Linked DNA regions of Zea mays: region 1 is linked to region 2. The links are chromatin contacts, called in public Hi-C maps. All regions are on one chromosome and are shown on one strand. The core of a region is the stretch at or near the end of the contact, and the rest is flanking DNA. Distances in the headings are between cores, read along the strand shown.

Region 1 (4,133 bases), core at 1,025-3,524, 280 kb before region 2:
ACTAGGCAGTAAGGATAAGAAGTTGATTATTACAAACTGGGAGTTTCTGACTAGTCTGATCAACATAGATGTGGCACAAAATCAATCTTTCTTTATCAGCTTAGCTACTCTAGAACCACCACTCTTTTGCAAGGGAAATGGCAATAATATTTTTCCCACTGTATCCAAACTGAAAAAAAGTGGCACTAGGTTTGGATTGCTAACCCCTAGAATGACTCCTTTTTGGTAGGAGTAAAGCAAAGATGTTGATTAGGACATGTACAACCCTAAACCCCTTGTAAGGAACTAAGCACTATTGTACAGGACACGACTAAGATACAATACAGTGGGTGTGTTTAAAATATGTGTCTTACTGTATTTATTGCACCAATTAAAGTATTTAATTCACCAATCAACTATGTCTTTTTATCTCGAGCATAGAGCTAAGATCCGTGTTTTAATTTTTTTTTACATTCATCATCTCAAGCTCAAGACCGCCCATTGTATGCACCCTTTGTTCAGTGAAATGAAATTTGTTGCTTCATTTCATCCCCAATTGGAGCCGACATGCCTGGAATAAATATTTGCGGTATTATTTCCACCTATTGAGCTAACGATGATGCATGAATTGGTTGTTGGAAACATGTGGAGGTCAGAATTCAGAATACCACAACGTCAGTGCTAGTTGTTACTAGTCAGATCAAGATTAACCCCACTAATCATGCTTGTCCAGAGCCAATAATTTCAATCATGGTTTCAAACAAAAAAATAATTTCAATCACGAACATGATTTTTTTCTGAATTTTTGGACGCGGACCTAACCCCTCACGATGTAGAGTGTCTCGGTGCATTTCCCTTTCATTCCCTATGTGCGATAATGTTATTGCGGTGATAGCCCACACGAGCGTTAATTTGTAGGTCAAGCTGCAGAGTGCTCGTTGTGTCCTTGCTATGAATCAGGGACACATGTACTCAGCTTTTAGTAATGTGACACGAACCAAACAACATGATGTACCGGCGTGTTAATTGCCTGTACCTTTCCCTTCTCAATCCGATGTGCAATGGACTTTATCTCCTGAGTGCCCCATGATTATGAAGTAATGCTACTTGACAATGGGTATTAGATTGTAGGTTAAGCTACAACGGTGTGGTTCTCAGTAATCCTTTTTATGCATTATCATCCGGGATCATTTTGTTTGGAACTCCCACTGTTTTTTTTCAGGAAGCAACAGAACGTGCCCACACACAGCAGCAGAAAAGCAAATCTAGAATACGTAGAAGGCTAACCACTAAAACTTGCACTCTACCACTAGGTTACGTTAGTTGATCAGTAGAGTGTGCTCGTTTCTAAAGGCCGCGACCATTTTGTTCAGAGGATTGAAGCTCACTCTTCTTCTGCACTTCTCTTAGATGACCATTTTCCATAATAATAAAAACTGAAACCTGATCTTTTCTAGCTGTTTCAGTTTCATAAAAGGCTTCGTTGTTATCTTTGACAGTTTTTTTTCAACACCGAAGAATAAAGTGAAGTTCATTAAGCAGCTTTTGAAGGTACCGGAGACTGAACGAAGCGAAGGGAACATTATCTTGCTGTGGACGCCTGCATCAAAAGCTTGAGTTTTCTGTACCAAACCATTTTAATTCCAGGTTAAAGTTCATCTGAAAAAAAGTCAAAAAGCAACACAAAACTATCTGATGGCATACTGGCAAATTCGAGCACAATTGCCGCGCAAAAAGTTGAGTCTGGAATCCTTCAGGTTTCAGTTATAGAAACTTGCTCGGTTCGATGCAATGCAACCACAAACCAAAATTCTTCAAACCAGAAGGATACGGCACAGCAGGATTAATTGCACTGCACACACAGAGATTACTAACCAGCAAAGCAAGATATTCAGCGTTGATATGATCTTCTCCGTCCTGAAATGCTCAAAATCCACTGGCTGGCAAACATGCAATCCAAGGACTGGGTCGAGACTAGTTGATCAAAACATGCAAACTACCAACCTAGAACTTACCCACAAACGAAGAAATCCCTAATCAGCTGCATCTTATCCCCTAACTTTTCTCATCCGTGGGATTGACGGAGACAGGGGACTCATCTATTTCGCCAGGTGTCAACGGCGGCGGAGAGAGCCGACGGTAGTCGGGCAGACGACAAGCGCGGCAGAGCTGAGCATAGCACCAGAGGATGCTTTACGATTCGAGCTATTTCTGAGTTCTGACAGGTGGGACCCGTGTTCAGCGGGAGACCGGGTTAGGCTTCAGAGGAGACCGAGTGACTGTCTGACTGACCCACTCGCAGTCTCGCACAACTAGCCATCCTGTTAGCTTAGCCCTAAACTCTTCTTTCCCGATGGCGTCGTCCCCGCCGCCGCCTAAGCTGCCGATTCCCGGCCGGCGCAACATACTTATCACCAGCGCACTTCCCTATGTCAATAATGTCCCCCACCTCGGGAACATCATCGGCTGTGAGCATCCGCCTGCCCCCGATTTTTTTTTCTCATCCGTTTCTGTCCCTTTCCTGTTTCCCGTGTGATGGGGATTCATTTCGACGGTCTTGTGCGCAGGTGTGCTCAGCGCCGACGTGTTCGCGCGATACTGCCGGCTCCGGGGTTACAACGCTATCTACATATGCGGGACTGACGAGTATGGCACCGCCACCGAGACGAAGGCCATGGAGGAGAAGTGCACGCCCAAGGAGATCTGCGATAAGTAAGCCCGCCTCTGTTTGTCATCACCTTTCTTACTTGTTGTTGAGAAATTGGTTTGGTTTAATTCCTCTCGAGCTGTCTGAGGTTGCAGTAGAACGGAAGTATGTTAATGCGCACTATAATACTTGAGAACTACAGTAAGCCAATAAGCAGGGACTCAGGGTGTGTACAGTACAGTGCAAAGATGTTTATGTGGGCTCTTAAAGAGAGAGACAGGGCAAGCGTCACGTCCTTAAGCTTGTCTGCAATAGTTCCAGCCTACAATGGAACTAACCATTTGACAGATGCTTCAATTTAGGAGCTTGTTTAAGCATTTACCTGTCCAAAGCATGTATAACATATTTCAGTTATTTATTTTTGGCTCGGGTAGCCGTTCGACAGTGCAGTCTGGATAGAAGGCCAGCCCTTGGTCCCAACGCCTGCCAGAGCCCCGATTCATCATGCAACTGCCCACACTCCATGATAAGAGATTTTGTTAACTGCTCATAATGTCTGTTAAGAGCCATGAGCTGCACCTGCCCTTGCGGGACAAAGTGGTAAAGTTTTAGCATATCAGTTGATTGGTTTTCTTCAATCGATTCTATTGCTGAATTCCGGATAGACTTTTCCTGAATCACATTGAACAGGACCAGCGGTACAGAAGCTAGTTGGTGCCTAGATTTCTGTTGATAAATGATTTGATGTATGGAATACTATCTTTGATTCCGAATGTAGGTTGTTTTAGGAGACTATGCAGTAAGACTTTCTTACTTGTGTGTTCTATTGGGTTTTAACTCTAGCCTACCCCAACTTGCTTGGGACAAAAGGCTTTGTTGCTGTTTTTTTGTTGTAAGACTTTCTTAACTTGGACCATTAGTATACGAAACTGAAAACTAGCATAGATTTACAACACATGGTTGATGTTACTATTTTCATTATGGAAAATACATTCATAATGCATAATCTTCCATGTTTAAAATAGTATATTTTAACAAAAATTGCATGTCAAAGCATTACATTGAAGACTGTGCCCCTCTCCCTCTGTTCTAAATGACCTATATTTGTGATCAGAGGAAGAAGTTGGTTGTCTGGTTGGTAACTTAATTATTGATCATCTGGTTTGTTTTGTGTGTTCAATCTGGAATTACTGAATGTATGTAATGCTGCAATTTTGTTAGAGTTCATCATTTATATATCTTCAATATCTTTTAAAATTGGGCTTCTATGATATTGATATGGCGTGGCCGCTTTGGGGACCTCAGAGGGGCGTGGAGGAGTAGATGTGATAGAGGAATGGAACGCAGTGGGTATGGGGGTCGGCTGGGAGGGTTCCCAGGGTCACTGGAGTTGGACTAGGAGTCAGCCACGATGACCAGAGGAGCCACCCAGCAGGTATGACTTCTTTGATAATTCCCCTAGTACATCCTACCACCCTCTTTATAGATCAGAGGAGCTGGATATTTT
Region 2 (4,295 bases), core at 169-2,668:
GCTGCTCGAGGAACAAATTTATGCTGGAAACATCAACAAAACAACAAAAAATAAGTAGATTGGGGAAAACGAATTGATCTCATGCAACCAAAAGCACATCACCGACAAAAGAAAACACCACGTTTACCTGTCGAAGGGGGTGTATTCTAAAAACTTCATGTAGGGTGGCTAATGAACTCATAAAATAGTCTGATCTGGCTGTGCCTCACGAAGGGAAGGGATGCGTTGTACAGAATAAGGGCGGACCCAGTAAAGGATACAGTCGTACCCAAAGGGGAAGTAGCCGACCACTGGGGTGGCCTCGACATCATAGCGGGTGACCCCGAAGCTGCGCTCTCGCCGCAGGCGCTCCTCAGCGAAGAGGTTCCCCTCCTCGAGCCCGCCACCATCAGGGGCCCGAAGAGCAGCTCATGAAAGGAGACCACACATGACTGGATCTGCATCGTAGTAGGTGACCTCCTTTTGCTCGTCAGTCTCCAGCTTCCCAAGGTCCTGCGTGGGTTTGGTTCGGTTCGTCGTTGCGTCCTACACCTTCTTGACGCCACGGAGGAGCACCTGGGCGTCCGGTGAGGCCACGCAAGAACATGGACCTGATGGCGGTTCGACATCGCATCCTCCGCCTTCTCGACAGCATGGAGGAGGTGCGCGGCGGAGGCTGCCGTGGACGGAGAGTTGGGCGAGCCTAATCGATAGAGCAGAGGAGGCAGCCGTGGAGGGAGAGGTGGAGGACGGCGACAACCATGGCGCGGCTAGGAGCGAGCAGAGGCGCGCATCGTAGGCGCCCATGGACGGAGAGGTGGGCGAGCCTTCTCGTCGGCGTGGAGGAGGCGACCGTGGACGGAGAGGTGGGTGAATCGGGTGGTGGGCGTTTCGCGGCGTGCGTAGGGACGGCGAGCGGGGGTTTCTCGGTGGTTGTTTAGCGGCGTAGGGAGGCGGGCGTTCCGCGACATGGGGCGGATATGCGGTGGTCATGGGGTTCCCGGGCGTGGGGCGGATATGCGGCATGGGGGCGGTAGGTGCGGGTTTCGCGGTGGTGGGCGTGCGGGATTCGCGGCGGCGGACAGGAGGCCGGGCGAGCGTTTCGCGCGGGTGGGCGCAGACACACGGGCGGGGGCAGTCTACGGTGCCTTCTTAATAATTAGTAGAGATTTGGTAGTGTCTACTTCCAGCTTTGGAGGTCCAAAAGCTACTTAGAAAATCAAATAAACTGGGCCTAAATCGTAAAATATCAGCCCAGCAGCCCAATAACTATCGACCCAGCCCAATCCCCTTATGGACCGCCGACCAGTCAACCGTGCAGTGTCGCCGCCTCGCCGGCGACGACGGATATGGCGGGCGCGGCACCCCGTTTCCATCCTTGTTCGCTTGTCACTTATTAGATCAGGGGCGGGAAGAACATGACAAATCGGAAGGTTCACGCGTGACCGCGAGCGTGCCACGCAAGGGCGAGGGAGCCCGCGAGGCGGAATGCGCCTCGAGATCTCCTCTGCGCGGCTCGCGGGTCAGACCATCAGAAGCAGAAAGTCGCATTAGTAAATTCAATCATCGTCCCCGCCTGCAAAAGATCTGCCGTGGCCTCCTCGTTTACCTATTGCTGGTTCTCAAATCGCACGCCCTCACTGCTAGTGCTAGGCTCCCCTTCGCGCGCGCGCGCAGTTATTACCCGTCCACGGCCGCGTGTTCGCAAGTATCCAGATCCGGCTCCCCACCTCCGGCGACCACCGCGCAGAGAACAATTCCGTCCAACGGGAAACCCCGCGATAAATCGCCGCGCCCATCGTTTGGCGTCCCCCACAGCACCGAATTCACCAGGGCTGGAGGAAGTGTCTGAAAGGTGAGAGTTTTTATCATCTGCTTCCTCTGGGCTTTTCGACCCGTTGCTAGTTCAGTGCAGGTACCAGAAGAACCCTAAGCCTAACCTGAGGCGACGCCGTTGATGGCCATCATTTGGGAGGTTTCTTGCGACGTCTCCGTGGGTACATGTGGTGCTAATCAATAAATCTCCTGCCATGTTCAGGCTGCGCACGGAACTACTACTATGCGAAGCGGCTGTCATTGGTCCTGATGGGATGCCCTCACTGCTAACAATTGACGTTTTCTTTTCTTCTGTCCATGGCGGCGTTTAGTTCGTGCAATGACTTCTTACGCTAGCATAGGACGCGTGCTCCGGCGAGGTGACTAACTAATTCCATTATTTTTCTTTGCTATTTTTTTATAAAAAAAACAGACTCAGCAACGCTTCATGTGACTGATTGGTTGGCTGCGCCGGCTCTCTAGCACCGAGTTCAGGGAGCACCGACTTGTTCGTTCGTCTTGAGGCTCTGGAGCTCTGTCACGTTGTGGTAGTTGAGAGGGATCTGTCCAATTTGCATAGCTGCGAAGGAAGATTCCTGAGGTACGCTGTACTTGTTTTCTTATCAGAAACTAGCACACGCCATTATTGTGACCTCGTCTAACTTGTCCTCCTTGACTTGGACAAGTGCTTATGTGGTACAATACCTCCCGTTGATATTTCTAACACGTCCTGTCATCCTAGCAACCTAACATGGTTGCGACGTGCCCCAAGCTTGTTTGACTTCCCTGCCTGTCATGGACAAAACGCATTATGCCCCACGAGATTAGTTCATAGGGCTAGCTGCTAGGTGGTTATTGCATACTGGTCTCCACTCTTTCTCTTGCCACCTCGGGCATCCTCAGCCGCCCTAAAAAGGATACATGCTTCATACCTAGATCATTTGGTGTTCAGTTTTGTTTTTAAGCCATGGCGAATTCCCGGACTGGACGTTACAAGGTATTTGCTGATCTTTACTTGGATACTTCAGTTCTTTATAGGTGGCATGGTTTGATCTTCGTCCGATTCTTCCATGAAGTCCTGCTGCCTCATCTTCTGCCTTTGATTTTGTCGTGTCGTGTGACTTTAAGTATCTGTTGTCTGCCTTTTGTTGTTTGGTTCATGTTGTTTTGTTTTGGTTTGACCTTCTTGAGCCTCAACCATGCTTGCTGGTTTTGTATCGGAAAATTTGTTTGGATTCAAGCTTGCTACAGAAGATAAACAGGATGGCCAAACATATGAAGCAGATATTTAATTTCTTTCTATTAAGTTTCTCAGATTTGTAAAGTTACTCAATATTTGAATTATTTGTAGCACCATTGACAAACTCTGTTTCTTCTTCTTCTTCTTTATGTTTTTTTTGTAAATGAGCACTTGCAAGCTACAGCTATAAGCTTCTTAATCACGACATATAATTGATTTTTTATTTGGCATATATGTGTTGCCTTAGGAACCCACATATGCTTTGAACTTTAATATGCGATGGTGATGGACTTTTTTTAGCACAAATTAATGAATAGTACAACTAATTCTGGCATGCATGAATATATTTGTGAGAAGTGTTTGATAATCTCAATTGTTACTGTGTGAAATTTGATTTGAAGATGTCAATCTGGGGCTTGAGCCAAATTTGGTGGAGTTACAAAATGTCAAGGCTCCGAACATCTTGTATTATGCATAGTTTTTGGGCATTCTTCTAGATAGTCCATTACTACATCAGTATCTTGTCAGATTTCATAGATAGAGGTTTTAAGATCCAGTTGGTATCACCAGATGTCAAATATGTGTTGCCATTGGCATTATATGATTGACAAGGTTTGTTAAAGAATTAGCTGGGTTGGCAAACAATTGAAATTCCATGTTTCAAAGGTGGGCAATTCTATTTAGAGGGCAGCAATTTCTTACCATCCTCATACCAATTTGATTGTTCTATGTTATGGTACAGTTGCATATTGTAATGGAATAGAATATGTGAGAGAGTTCATGGCAATATGGCATGCATATTACTACCCTCACGTGTATTTGTGGCTTTCAAATGCTGTTGACCTGCCTGTTCCCTTACCATGGCTGCAGCCTTGTTTATATAGGAGTTAAAACTCTTACATAGGCAAGCAATGTGATGAACGATGCTTGTTGTCTAGCATTTTAAACCAAATGCAGTTGAAGAATTCAGTGTCTCATAACGAGAGGCCTGGGATTTTTTCTTCTTCTCGAATGCACATAGAACTGCTGATCATTGCATTAGAGGGATAGAAAATATTTACAAGACAACACACTGCAATAGCTCAAATTATGAAGTGGGATCTGTATTTGTAATGGACAATAATTAATTTTACTGTATCATATAATATGATACTCTCCGTTCTTTTTTTATTTGTCGTGGTTTAGTTCAAAAATGAACTAACAGACGACAAATATTCGAGAACGGAGGTAGTATTATGATACGAACTGCTGATACAGTGAA

Evidence for each region. Hi-C and Micro-C count contacts between places; a contact is called where the count stands out from the background.
Region 1: a Hi-C map of leaf shows a contact between it and region 2, with 5 times the contacts expected there. The contact joins the promoter of LOC103632740 here to the promoter of LOC100273068 in region 2. A contact is called at or near these places in 4 of 25 Hi-C or Micro-C datasets (bundle sheath, ear and leaf).

What each region holds. Positions count from the first base shown.
Region 1 is chr1:26,661,965-26,666,097 of Zm-B73-REFERENCE-NAM-5.0, reverse strand. It overlaps LOC103632740 (probable methionine--tRNA ligase), which reads left to right and starts at 2,274. Exons shown (of 17, transcript NM_001351673.1): 1 at 2,274-2,447; 2 at 2,547-2,691. The coding sequence starts at 2,333.
Region 2 is chr1:26,376,438-26,380,732 of Zm-B73-REFERENCE-NAM-5.0, reverse strand. LOC100273068 reads left to right here and starts at 1,418. Exons shown (of 3, transcript NM_001147517.1): 1 at 1,418-1,834; 2 at 2,228-2,395.